Linked DNA regions of Mus musculus: region 2 is linked to region 1. The links are chromatin contacts, called in public HiChIP or PLAC-seq maps. All regions are on one chromosome and are shown on one strand. The core of a region is the stretch at or near the end of the contact, and the rest is flanking DNA. Distances in the headings are between cores, read along the strand shown.

What was found. HiChIP or PLAC-seq counts read pairs in DNA pulled down with a chosen protein or histone mark.
Region 2: an HNF4G HiChIP or PLAC-seq map of pancreatic cancer cells shows a contact between it and region 1. The contact joins the enhancer-like site here to the promoter of 3110009F21Rik in region 1. A contact is called at or near these places in 2 of 15 datasets of contacts at CTCF or cohesin (both in the NIH/3T3 cell line), 10 of 484 Hi-C or Micro-C datasets (3T3-L1-derived adipocytes, embryonic stem cells, liver and 2 more) and 7 of 115 datasets of contacts at active chromatin or transcription factors (the NIH/3T3 cell line, embryonic stem cells, intestinal crypt epithelium and 3 more).

The regions. Positions count from the first base shown.
Region 1 is chr12:110,152,532-110,159,785 of GRCm38.p6, forward strand. It overlaps 3110009F21Rik (RIKEN cDNA 3110009F21 gene), which reads right to left and starts at 5,542. Exons shown (of 3, transcript NR_045466.1): 1 at 5,308-5,542; 2 at 3,741-3,810; 3 at 1-438.
Region 2 is chr12:110,198,161-110,204,798 of GRCm38.p6, forward strand. No RefSeq gene overlaps it. Among named protein-coding and RNA genes, the nearest start is that of Gm40575, 3.4 kb to the right of the region's middle. Within about 2 kb of position 2,986, at least 12 of the 459 cell types and tissues checked have an H3K27ac peak or open chromatin away from gene starts, as enhancers often do. A contact at or near this core is called in pancreatic cancer cells, where this site is marked.

The DNA of each region.
Region 1 (7,254 bases), core at 4,292-6,791:
TGGTTTCTTTTCAACTGCATGAATGGCAGCCTATGATTTCCACATACACTGGCATTTCATGTATACCCAACATAGATGCCATAGCGTTTTAGAGAGAGTTGTGATTAAAGATTGCCCCACCTCCAAACATACTGACTTCACAAACTAATGACGCCTTTTCCCATGCTGGCTGGCTGTGTGCAGCTCCTTGGTGATGAGTCAGCAGATCCATGAGACCAGACTAGGCTGGAGCGGCTGCCCATATGGCAGTAGCCCATGGCGTTGGACTCTGCTTCCCACAGTCTTTTCCACACGGCTATCTCAGGCTTCCTCCCACAGGTCCCTGGTTATAAGGCAGAGCTTGCAAGGCCTTGGGGGTCTTAGCTCTAGAGTCACACAACACTTCTACTGCAGCCTGTCTGCCATGGTTGATCAGGATGCCAGCCCGGATTCAAGAATCTAGGAAGGAACCCATCAGCTTAGTTAGAGCAGTAGGGATAGCAGGTTGCAAAAATATCAGACACGTGCAAGACATTGGTAACCCTGTCCCACCATTTTCTACAAAGCATCATGGGATAGTTATTATAAAAAGGTGTATTGATCTGAAAGGATTAAGAACCATTAACAGGCAATTATTTTTTTCCAACTCAGCCCTCATCTATTTCAATGAGTAAACATCCTGTCTCAATTCTTCACACACACAAGTAAGAAAGCACCCTCCATGTTCTACGCCACCTGCGCGGGTTAAGGCGGTGTAATGTTCTGTGTTCCAGCCTGCTGGTAACAAGACAGCATTTATCTGCAGAGATGGAGCATTTATTTCTTCTACTGTAAAAATAAGGTGAAGTGAGGATTTGATGCTTACGTTTTTTTTTTCTTGCTATTGCTTTGTTTTGAGTTTCTAGAAATAGACGAGCCAGTAAACTCACAGCCCACAGTGAATTTTCAGATAAGAGGTCTTGCTGTGGTCTTAATGCCTGTCTCTCCCATCCAAGCTCAGTAAGATAATATTAAGAGATGGGATTTGGGACTAAGTGATTAAGTCATGAGATGGGATTAGAGTCCTGACAAGATGATCCTACAGAGATTGCTTGAGACGTCTGTGAGTTTTCAGAAAGACATCGCTGCCTATGAAGCAGAGAGCCCTCACCAGCCACCGAATCCCACGGCACCTAGACTTCCGGCCCTCTAGAACTGTGAGCAGTCAGCGTCTGTTATCTCTGCATCATCAACCCATGGAGCTATTTGTCTGTTTGCTGATTGCACTTCAGAAGGACTGGGACGGGATCTTCACTTTCAGAAGGATGGAGTAGTTGGAAATGTGAATGGGCAGAAAGAATTTCTTGTGTATTGTGTGGATGCCTCACCTGTCAATTAAAAATTCTGTGGCCTGTGGCTGAGGCAGGAAATAGAGGTGAGACATCTATCTAGGAGGCAGATGGAAGATCAGCCCTGGAAGATGTGAAGAGGCAGGGCACATGGCACCTGCGCACAGGTACCCAGTCACATGGCAGAATGTAGGTTAAAATAATTGAGTTATCTATGGTTTGACCGAGCCAGAGAAGAGCCTAGCTATATGGCCAAGGTGTTTGCAAATCTATTTTGAGTCTGAGTCTTATTTCTGGGAACATGGGCCTGGGAGGAAGAACTGGGCCTAACTTCTACAGACATCCTTCTTATATGAGTGACACTTGCCCAAGACACAAGATATAGCTTTGATATTCAGTTGGTGGTACCACAACCCTGCACACTTCCTTCTACCTGAGCTTTTGAAAGAGCTTTTTCTAGCAGCCAGGAATTCAAAGCATCTGGTCCATGAGCACACACAGGCCCTATGACCAGGTTCCCTCATGTTTCAAACAGTGTGTACTCTACCCAGCTGAAGAACTTTGAACTTCTCCAGGGGCACACAGTGTCCAGAGCCAGTGCTTCCTGGCTGGCCTCTCAGTTCCTGGTCGCTACTCCTTGTGACCACAGGTTACGGTCTACACAGCAAAGCTAGAGACAGGTCACAAAAACATCAGTTTATTCTCAAAGGATTTGGTTTTAGTCCTGCCAGTATGCAAGAGGCCAGGACAGACACTTATTTACTTTACACGCAGGAGAGGTCTTCACCTGTTTCTAGAAACTTCTCCTGGAATGAAATAAGCCCCAGCGCCCAAAACTTACTTCAAACACAGTAAGCCTGCAAAATATTTGACAAAGGCCAGTTCATGCTCTGCAGTAACCTTCGTGCTCCTGACAGTACCTGCCAGGCAAGGATCTGTGCCAAGCAACCAAGGCCTGGAGAAGACTGGCAGGCCTCTGCACCCAGAGCCACCAAGAAACAGCGCCCTCTCTCTCCTGAGCTGGGCACAGCCTCTCCCAAAGAGGAAGCCCAGTTCATCAGACACAAAAGGTGAGGCTATCTATAACGTCCCCTACAGAAGCTGACTGAGCGAAGCTGCAGACACAGACCTAGGAAGAAGGAGGAGGCCCTGCTTTCAGGAGCCATCCACCAGCCCCTGGACCTTCTGTTGGAGTTACTCTAGCAAGCAGGTGGGCTGCATGCAGAATACAGAGCTTTGTTGCAAAGCCTGAACTTTCTGCCTTGCATGTAGCTGGTGACCTTCCAGACTCCTTTCCGGCCAGTACAGCTAAGGCGCTGTGCCAGAACAGAGCAGCTTTGAATACCAAACCCACAGGTTAGGCTGAGGCAGACAACAGCAGACGTCACAGCCTCTGCTTGAGGGTCCTGCTCCATGGAGAGTGCCAATCCCCACCTAAGACTTGCTAGATCTGAGGAGACAAGAGTTTCCCCGCAGCCTTAAAGCAGCCAGGCCGGCACTTCCTTGCTTCCTTCCTGTTTTGTTTCTGGCCTCCTTGCTCAAAGCGCCCGTCTTGTGACACAGTGCAGAGTGTCTCCCTAACACACCTGGGGGAGGCGGTGAAAGGAACTGTGTTATTTGAGAGGGGGTAGCACAGAGGAGGGGAGGAGAGGCCAGAGAGTCATGTGAGGAGAGCTGGAAGGAGCAAGTAGACAGGAACTCGTGGTAAGCGTCCTGCAAACATAGCTGGTCACGTGTGGAGCTCGTCTTGATTGTGTGTGCCTAACCCCCCACAGATATTCTTCTGCCCCAAGAGCAGAGAGCTCCACACGGCGCCAGCACCTGAGTAATGGTGGATGCATCCATCTCTTAGACATAAATCTTGGTTTCTGACAGGCTTCCGGGAAATCCTGAAAGTGAGGGGAGGGGCTGGGGAGATGATGAGGGCCTGCGTTCAGGTCCCCAGGGCCCACGTTAAGACCCCAGTGTGACAGTGCATCTGTAGTCCCAGTGCTGAGGGCGCAGAGGCAGGGGGATCCTTGGAGCTTGACAGCCAGTCAGCCGAACTGAGTCTGTCTGCCCCTGGCCAAGAAGGAGACCCTAGCTCAAAAAATCAGGAGGATGGTGGCTGAGAAAAACACAGAGGATTAGTGTCTGGCCTACCACACACTCATGAGTGTGCTCAAACAGATAGGTGGGAGGGAGGAAGGGAGGAAGGGGGAGGGAGGGAGAGAGAGAGAGAGAGGGAGGGAGGGAGGGAGGGAGGGAGGGAGGGAGGGAGGGAGGGAGGGAGAGAGAGAGAGAGAGAGAGAGAGAGAGAGAGAGAGAGAGAGAGAGAGAGAGAACGAGAATTGGGATTCTAGCAGAAGGAAACACAAGAAGCCTGAAGCCTCTTAAATGAAATGCCTGGAAAGAAGAAACGGAGCAACCATGACCACAAACCCCATAAAGTACCTGAATGTCAGCAGGGCCACAGTCACAGACACCCACGGGATGAATCCCCAGGAGCCAGATCTGCATCTGTCTGAGCAACAGAATAAATAGCATAGTATTGGATAGGAGCCCAAAACATACAATAAACACACCGGAGCCTTGTCTCACTTAACAGATGGAATAAATAATCAAGTTGGGGGGGGGGGTGAGAAGATGAGCGATTGGAGTTGTTTATGTAGGTCCTCTAGCCTCAGATAGGTGTCATATACCTGCCACCCTCTTACGTGGCCTGTGCGTGGTCACTTCCTCCCAAAGAGGACACTAGGGAACCAGGAAGATTGGCAGCTTCTCAGTGGGGAAGCCCAGCAGTGCGTCAGCAGGGCAATGTAGGTCAACAGAGCAGGGTCAACACAGCAGGGACTGGGCGTGCTGACAGCCTGTGTCCAGGAGAGCGGTGGAGGAAACGGTCCTTCACCTGGGCCTTCCTCTCAACACCTGGCTAAGCACCAGGAAAACACCAGATGAATCCCAGTGAGGCCAACCCTGCAGACACTTGACTAGTGTCCCTCAAACGATCAAGTGTAAGGAAAGATCAAACAGACTGTCCTCGTTAAATGCACCCAGGCACGGAGCGGCATGTGGGAACAGTCAGAAGTAAAGAGGTGGAGGCAGGGTGGGTCCTGGCATACTAATGCATTGGGGACTGGGGCATTCGGTGTGATTAATGTGTCCTGTTATTGTAGCATGCCGTCACAGGAGTCAGTATAGGATACGGGACCACTGCCCATTTTGAAAGACTTCAATTAGTCTAAAACTATTTTAAAATGAAAGTTTTGTTGTGCTATTTTGAGATGGGTCTCAGGCCATCACCCAGGCTAGTGAGATGCTGGCTCCAGCGTGAACTTAATCTTTTGTTAATCCTCCTGCCTCAGTTTCTTTGCCGAGATTCTAAGCATGAGCCCATCATGCCTGGCAAGTGTTATTTTTAAAATATATAAGATGAATTGTATAAAGAAATACCAGTGTTGGACCAGGCATGGTGGTGCATGTCTTTAATCCCAGCACTCAGGAGGCAGAGGCAGAGGATTTCTGTGAGTTTGAGGCCAGCTGCTGTACATAATGAGTTCCAGGCCAATGGAGCTACACGCTGAGACCTTGCCATAGATATGTATGTGGGAAAGTATACAATTTTAAAAACTGAAATAACACAGATATTTCTAAGAGCATTGGCATTGGTTATCAGCTCATTAAGGCACCAAACTGCATGTTATAATGTAACAAGTATTTTTAAAGGCGATGTTATAGTATGTCAAAAGTTACAACACTGAACAGTATTGTAAATTTTTCAAATAGCTTGAAAATATTGTAAGAGAAACAGAGTATTTCTTTCCAAAACTATTTTAGGCTGTGACAGAAGAATTTTGGGGGTAGACAAGACACCCCAACCCTGCTTCCCAAAGCCACAAAGGCATCAACAACCAGGCCAGTAAGTTGGGCCACTCTGTAGGCACATAGAGATATAGAAGGGACCGGGACTCCGGCATGGCTGTCAGGGCACCCACCTGCACAGAGCTGACCACGTGCTTACCTGCTATGGCTGATGATACATTCATGAAGGTTCTTCAGACATGAATAAGAAATGAATAGAGCTTAATATTCACCCAGGAGAGTAAATCAGCTCAACTAACTGCCCTTCAGCCCCAAGTCATCCCTGCAAAGTTCCTCCATGCTAAGAGGCAAATAGAACCAAAGAGGGGATTTAAAACAAAAGCCCATGGGGCATATGTGTGGTCGACGTTTGGAGGGAGCAGAGTCTCATCTATGGGACAGTCCTGTGTGGCTGGACCCTGGGGTCACAGGGGAAGGGAACCGCAGAGGCTTTCAGAGCAGCATGGGTCTGTTTAATGTTTTCCGAACACATGACCCACCGAGATCTTAATCGATGCAGCATGTCCTTCTGGAGAGACCTAAATGGCTGCCCATAAACACGCAGTAAAAAGAAATGTGTTTAAAGTTACTACAGCCCTCCAGCCAGGCCATTCATGGTTTTAGTTACTGACCTAAGTTTAATGGGGAGTTCATCGTTTTCACACCACTCATGTGCTGTATGGAAAGAAGAGGTGAGTCCGTGACGGCAAACCCACATTGTCATTTCCTGAGTCACTCCGTCCCCAGTGATCACATGGCCACAGGTTGTTCTGTGCTCAGACCCTAATTCTTAGCCAGGGCACTGTTAACATCAGTGGGGGTTAGGGGGTGGTGTGCTATCATGGGGGTCGTCCTGTGTATCACAGGACATTAGTCAGCATTCCTAGCCTCCCCTCCCTAAGTCCTGACAATCAGAAACATCTGCAGACCCCTCCTAGGGGGTGTGACCACCGTCATCCTGTTAAGATCAAGGATCTGAAAGCCACAAGTATGAGAATGCTGCCCACTGCCCGCATTTGCAAATAAAGCTTTATTAGAACATAGCCGCCCCGCACTGCATTGTTTATGAGTATGTGGTCAGTTTCATAGCACTTGGGCAGAGCTGAGGGTTCCCCCATGCAACAGGGAATGCAGAACACGCAGGGCGTTGAAGCATTCACTGTCCCAGCAGAAGGTTCTGAGCCTCTGCTCAGCTCCAACCACACTGGGTTCTCCCACACTCTTCCCATCTCCATCTACGCTGTGAGTGCCTGGCCAACCCTGCTCTCGCCCTCACTGACTTCAGCCAGACTTCTCAGGGCTCTCCCTCTGCTCCCCCTGCCAGCTTCAGATCATAGATAACCTATCACTTTTCTGTTTAAAAGCTGTTGAGGCCAGGGTCTTATGTAGTCCAGACTGGCCTCGAATTCTGTGTCCTCTAACTCTGCCTCCCAAATGTTAAGGCTAACAGACAGGTGCCACCATGCACGCTATCAATTGGATGTTATTTTAGAGATTTTTTTTATTTATCATTTGGTTATCTATTTGCATGTGTGTGGTGTGTGTGTGTCTGTGTCTCTGGTGTGGTGTGTGTGTGTAGTGTGTGTGTATGTGTGGTATATGTGTGTGTGGTGTGTGTCTATGTGTGTCTGTGTGGGGTGAGGGTGCAGGAGTGGTATGTTTGTTGTGTGTGCATTTGTGTGTGGTATTTGTATGTATGTCTGTATGCGATGTGTAGTGTGTATATCTATGTATGTCTGTGTGTATCTGTGTCTGGGGGGTATCTGTGTGCATGTGTATGTAGGTGGGTAGGGGTGTCCATGTGCATATGTATCTGTGTATGTGTGTATATGTTTGTGTGGGGTGTCTGTGTGCATGTGTGTGTGCATTTGTGTAAGTATATATGAGTGTGTGTATGTATATATATATATATGTGTGTGTGTGTGTGTGTGTATGTGTATGAGTGTGTGTGTGTCTGAGTGTGTATGAGTGTGTGTGTGTGTCTAGAATGTGTGAGTGTTTGTGTGAGTGTGTAGTGTAGTGTAGTATACTGGTTCCTCCTCTATTACTCTCCACCTGTTTCTTTGAGGCTGAGTCTCCCTAAACTCCCTAAACTAAAGCTTTCTGC
Region 2 (6,638 bases), core at 1,736-4,235, 43 kb after region 1:
AAGGTAGAAGGAGAAAATGAGACTGGAAGATCCCTCAGCTGGAAAAGTGCTGGAGCTTGCTGGCCAGCTGTCATGGGGGAGTGGGGTCGATCACAGGGAGGGGGGCAGAGGAACAGAGGAAGGAAGGAAGAGAGGAAGTTGTCATCGTCTCTGGGCTCCATCCTCATTCATTCATACATACACACTCACACATACACACACACACACACACACACACACACACACACACACACACACACACACACACTATGGAAACAAGAGCCAGGAGCATGACCCAGCAGGTTAAAACATCTACTGCATATGCCTGAAGACCTATAAGAGCTTAATCTCATGGAGGTGTTATCTGTAATCCCACCATCTTTTAATAACGTAGGAGGCTGAGATAGAAGACTTCCCTTGAAGGTCATAGCCAGCTAGCCTGGAAGAGATGTCACATGGGATAAAGCAAAAGAGACTCTGCCAGGTGAGGACTGACACCCGAGGCTGTCCTTGGTCCTCATGTGTGCACAAGGTAACAGACACATACCTCTTTGCCCTACGTGTACACATGAGCACACATATATAACACACACACACACAGGAATGAAAACGTTTAAAGAAGAATGAGTAGATCTTGCCTCGTCCGTACTCTCCCACATCCTCACCACCATCAATAAGGAGACAAGACCTCAGGGCCACATCCCACCTCATCATAGACCACCTCTACTGCCTAGACATGGCCATCCCCTCCCTAGTCCTCAGTCATTTACTCACAAAGTGGATGGAAAGCTACCACCCACCTCCTGGGGCCTGCTGAAGGCTCGCTGAAATAAGGGAACTCAGAATGAGATTTGTCATGTTTTGTGTGTCTGATGATGACATAAATGATGACATAAACAGCCATTGCCTGGTCTTCTAGAAGCATATACCACTGTCTGTTTTTCTTTTTATTTAATGCCCCCCAAACGGGCCACGCTTTGTCTCATCTATTGCTTTCTTTTCTGTGATAAATATCCATCCATCCTGGTACACGCAGGTGCACCTTACACATGGACACAAACCTCAGGTCTGTGTGCCCCAGCATTTGCTGATCTCAGCGTGCACACTGAACCATCCACACTGTGTGTGTTTAGCCTGTTTGGGTTTAAACGTCCATTGACATGACACAAATGAAGGTTCCATTTCCCTCAGGCCTCTACGAGGCCTGCGCATCAGCTGGGCATCCTCCAGTCTGGATACTTAGCCCTTGGTGGCTAAGGGCTTCTGTAGAGATAGAGGCTAAAGGTCTGTAGCTACGCATGGTCCCAACATTTAATATGAGAGCAGACATGAGAGTCCATATGGGCCAACAAAGACCATGGCGGTGCAGTGAGGAACACCAGGCTCTGGAAGAACTCAGGGTGCCCTAGGGAAACAGTTTCGGCAAGCTTTGACCTGCATCCAACACCCAGAGGATTCTTCAGACTAAAGTGCCTGACCTGAGCCTAGAGCAATTGACTAAGACCTTACCAGTCGACTCTCTCTGGAGCTTTCCTGAGTCCGCCCTCTAGCACCAGCTTTGGGGACCCCTCGGGGAAGCCTGTAGAACTAGGGTCCTCACTGTGCTCTCTCAGCAGTTCAGTTCCAATCTGCCTTGTGGAAACATCCAGACACCCTCTGAGCAGGGATGCTGATGGAGCTGATCCAGGTCATCCATGCTTTCAGCCAGAAGACCAGGATGCCTCTTATCACCCCAGTGGGACTCAGAGAATATTTTAAAAAGAGACTCCTTGCCTGTGGGATTCTGCCTAGGTCCTCTGTCCATGTGATATGGATGAGTAGCTTGGTGTTGAGCTTATGGGAATCCTAACAGTTGGAGTGGCTGACTCTTGTCTATCCATGGGACCCTTTTCTGCCTGCTGGACCGCCTCACCCAGCCTTGGTGTTATGGTTTGTGCCTGGTCTTAATGAAGCGTGTGGTGCCACATTTAGTTGATACTTCTGGGAGGCCTGCCCTTTTCTAAGGGGAGGTAGAGTGGAAGATCAGTGTGGGGGAGAGAGGAGGAGGAAGGAGGAGGAGGAAGAGGAGGGGGGACTGTAGTTGGGATATATCAAAGAAGAGCAAGGAAGGAAAAAGACAAGAGGCTCCTAGAATGTCTTCTGACGATCAAGTCTGCTTCTGTCTGCAGGGCCAGGAAGCCAGATAAAGAGCGCGTGTTACTGGGGGCCAGTTCTGTTCGGGCATCTGAGCATGACTTTAGAATGGGAATGGATTGGCTCCAGAGAACAGTTTTCCCTCCCAGATATATAGGTGGGCCTCAACCAATCAGTTGCCAGGCTGGAGAGAGCAAAAGGTAGACCCACCTCCCAGTACTAGGGGATCCGTTCTACCTAACGGCTTTGCACTAGGGCATCTAGACTTTCCCTTGTGTCTGAGACTGAACCGAAGGCTTAATGTCTAAGCCTGAAAGTCTAAGATCCAGGGGCCTGTCTGTTTGGTTCTGGTAAAAGACTAACTTGGTTTGCCACATGTTGGCTGACCTCTCTGTCCAGACAAGACACGGAGGGAGAGGGAGGGGCAGAGAAAGAGAGAACGTACTGGGGATACCGCTCTGTTGATAGACTGCTGGCCAGGCCTACACCAAGCCCTGGATTCATTCTGCAGAGTGCCAGCTCTCTGCAGACAGAGGAAGAAGGGTCCGATGGTCAAGATTGTCCTTAACTCCATAGTGAGTTTGAGACCAGCCTGGGCCACATGAGATCCTGTCAGATAAAGGAAGACAGAGACATTTTGTTTCTATAAAGGCGCTAATCCACCCAAGGGACTCCACCATCATGAGCTCACCCCCTCCTAAAGGCCCCCCACTTCCTAATTATTTGCACCAGGGACTTGGGATTCCAAGTTGTGAAAACTTGGGGGGTGACTCATTCAGGCAGCTAGCGATTGACCTTTCTGAGACTCAGGCACAAGGCAACCTCCCTGTTCTCCCTGGGCTCCAGCTCGCCCAGTGCATGAGTCAGCCAGCACCTTGTACAAATGCACCATTTTATTGGCCGTCCAGAGAGCACAGCCTCCCAGGTGGCAAGGGGACTTCTTAGGGAGAGCCTGAGATTCAGTTCATTGGTTAAAATATTTACACTAGTTTAATATTCTTATCTGTTTCAGGTGGGATCTGGCAACTTCTGCCAAGTATGGTCTTCTCGACAACAAACGTTCTTCCTCAGCCCAGTGTCTGTACTCAGCCTTCCTCAGCCTGGCCCCTCGACCTGCTGCATAGACAGCTTAGCCACCAGTGTGTTCTGGAGTCTTTACATCAGCACCCACAGCCACCAGTTCCTAGGTCCACACACGAAACCCAGGCCTCCACAGGTCACGTCTTTCACATCTAGGTCTTCATCCCACAAGGCTTTGGGTGTCCCTGGTGACATTTAAGGTGATCAGGGATGACAGAAGAAAGGAAAACTCCTGGAGAGAGTGTATAAGCACCTGGGACAGGGCTTAGGGACATGCGCTTTAGCTTCTGTAGCCAAAGGATAAGCCATGGGGGCGATGGGTACCAAGCTTCATTTCTAATTCCTTTATTTGTGGGGTTTCTCATGCTTGTAGCCAGAAGATGGAAAAGGCCAGGAAAGCCAAGAAGGCCCTGGGCACTGGATCCCTAGCTAGTAAAGTCACCTCCTCACAGGACGCCTAAGGACACTCACCCTCCTCGCTGGCCTCCCAACTCCGGGACAGTTCCCGGACTCCGAGATATTCCAGGGAAGGTAACAGAGATGGACTGGAGGGCATAGGAGGACAAACTTCCACTGACCATCCAGCCTAGCAAAGCTAGAAGCTGTCAAAAACATAAAAATTCCATTTATAAACAAGATCAAATTATTTGATTGTGAAACCAGGGTCCGTGGAATTTGAAATAATTTAATATGAAACAATATCGTTTGAAATGCTGACCAGCCAAAGACCTGGAGATAGGAGGGAGCTGAATGGTCCTGTGCCCAGACATGGAACCCAGCCTCGGGGAATATCAACAAACCCTTCCTTCAAGGAGCTAGGTTCAGAGTCTGCTATGAGGCTGGCCCAGGCCAGGTTCTGCCAGCAAGCCTGTACCCTGCCATCTTCCTGGAGGGTACAAACTAGACAGTTGGCAAAACTCATACAGTCAGATACTGTCACCAGACAGCAAGGAAGAAATGAGGAGGTGATATGTGAGGACAGGAGGGAGATACGTGCAGAACCTAGGAATATAAGCTGTTAGTCTCAGGGACAGTTGGAGAGGCTATGGGGACTACAGTAGAGCAATAAGCATGGAGCTCAGAGATCAAAGAGGTATGCCCTCGGGAGGACACGCGGGACTCCTGGGCATGTGCAGCCCCGGGTCTGTCGTGTACGGCCAATGTGATGAGCAAGCAAGGTGCTACCACATCCTGGCTCCCTCCTCTGTAGATCAAAAAGAATCACAGACCACTCTCTCTGAGTCTCAAGAGGCTCAGCTGTCATTCCTGTAACATCCCAGAGCTGTGGTTCCAGGTAGGCAGAGCCCCTTCCAGGGAGAGCATGGGATGCAGGCAATACTATCTACAGATCCCTGCAGCTAGAAGCAGCAGACAAAGCCCTTCAGCCTGGCTAGTGCCTTTGCAGTATATGGGGTTGGGCTAGCTCAGGATCCTGTACATAGTCTAGCCTCGGTAATGGGAGTGGGCCCCTTGGGCCTCAGAGGAAGGTACAGGTATATATAACCCTTGAAGCTGGTGAGTCTGGAAGGGACAGTGAAGGCAAGACTCAGAGGGGCTTGATGCCCCAGCCCTCTGCCCCTGCAGAAACACTGCTAGGCTAGGAATCTTTCAGGAGTGTAATAGCAAGAAAAACAAATCCAAGAAATCCAGACAACACACGTGCAGACGGGAACTTTTATGTCAGCTCCAAAAACCCGGGTGGGCTTGTAACACAGTGGGGAGATGCAGGCTCGCTGTGTTTAGAAAACTCAAGCTGGCCTTGTCACATGAGGGGAACGCAAAGTCCATCATCCTAAACAGGACTCCTACAGCAGAACAGGCCGCCACTCCCTGTATGTCCTCCAGTCTCTGTGCCCAAGACCTTCTGGCTAATGAGTACAGTCTTAAAAGCCCCATCTGAATGCAGAATCACTGGTGTCTGTCCCTGCCACTTCTGGCTGAGCTCAACCATCCCGCCTGGGGCACTACTTGAGCTGGCCCTGGAGAAAAGAGAGAGGAAAGGCCTGGGGTAGGCACCCATCCCGTGTACCCATATGCACAGCAGCCACCTGTGGGCTTGGGAAGGGCTCTGCTCTCCCCCCCACCCTCAGAGATGGCGACGCTACCGAGCCATGAGTGTTATTTTTATTCCCCCCCTAAGCCTTGCCAGATTACATTGTCAAGGCCAGCACTTTGCAGATATTTCCTTGGTTTCGCAACTCACGCAGTGACTAACACATGTTACATTTTGAAAACTTCTCTGGGTAAAAATTTAAGCTGAATTGTAAATACATAAAAGTCTCAGTGTTAATGGGGCGCATGAGTTCTCCGTGACTGTTTTGTAACCCAAGACCCTGAAAGGATGTGGAATTCTATAAAATCAGCAAGGAGGCGCCTGGGCTGGAGCTGCCCTTTGAAGCCATTCTATGGGCAGTGATCTCCACTTCTCCCTGACATTATGTAAGTCACCACACCTCCACACTCCCTGACCCCATGGGTGTCGGGAGACTGTTATGACACAATTCAAAGCAGGACCTCGGGACTCTGCAGCCATGATGGCAACTCTTTGGTCATGGACATACATACTACCTCTGGGGCACTTCTGAACTTTACATTAACGGGTAGCAAAGCTAAGGGACTTGCCAAAGACACACCCTTGTAAGGAACAGACAAGACCCAGCCCAGGCTTTCTACCTCAGCCCCACAGGGTGCCTATGGCTGGATCATCGCGCTGCCAGACAAGGTCGTTGAGCCACCCAGGAACACCCTATTCTGGTTCAACCATCCTGCACTAGCTAAAAGCCCAGGCAGTATCTAAGAACTGAAAAAGAGCTGACCATTGGTGGGAGAGGATCTAGTTGGTCTTTTACACACTAGGACTGTGATGGGAGGGGAGTGGGGGAACAGCTGAAAGATGGAAGACAGAGAGTCAACGCAGTGGGAGAGGCTATGGAGTTTGGGGGTGGGGGTGGGGGGAGCTAAGAAGGAAGGAAGAGAAGGAAGCAGCCCCAAGGTATGGGAAGCAAAGGAGCCCTGTCTGTCCCCAGCAGCCCTCGGCACCACTCCCCTGTTTATGGCTTTGGTGGATAACACTTATCAGTCTGCAGTCACTGAGTTTTGTTTACTCACGCAGCAGGGATACCACAATGCACTGGGTGCTTCCTGGGTACAGCAGCGAAGCTGGGGATCCCAGCCAAAGCTTCAGTGCCTCAGTATAGTCAACACTTGGCTATTTGTTGCATCTGGGTGCCTCTAAAGGAATGGGAGAGCTACCCACTACTTGGGTCTTGGAATGGTTTTGCCTCCATCAGAAGCCCAGCCAGACCCAGGTGACTCTTGTTTCTCCCTCTCCCCCAAACCTGATATTCAGGGAGAGTGGCCTGCCAGAGGTTCTGCAATCAGCCAGGCTCACCTTGGGCCACCTGGAAGCCAGGAAGTGGCTCTATACTAGAGACTTTATGATACCA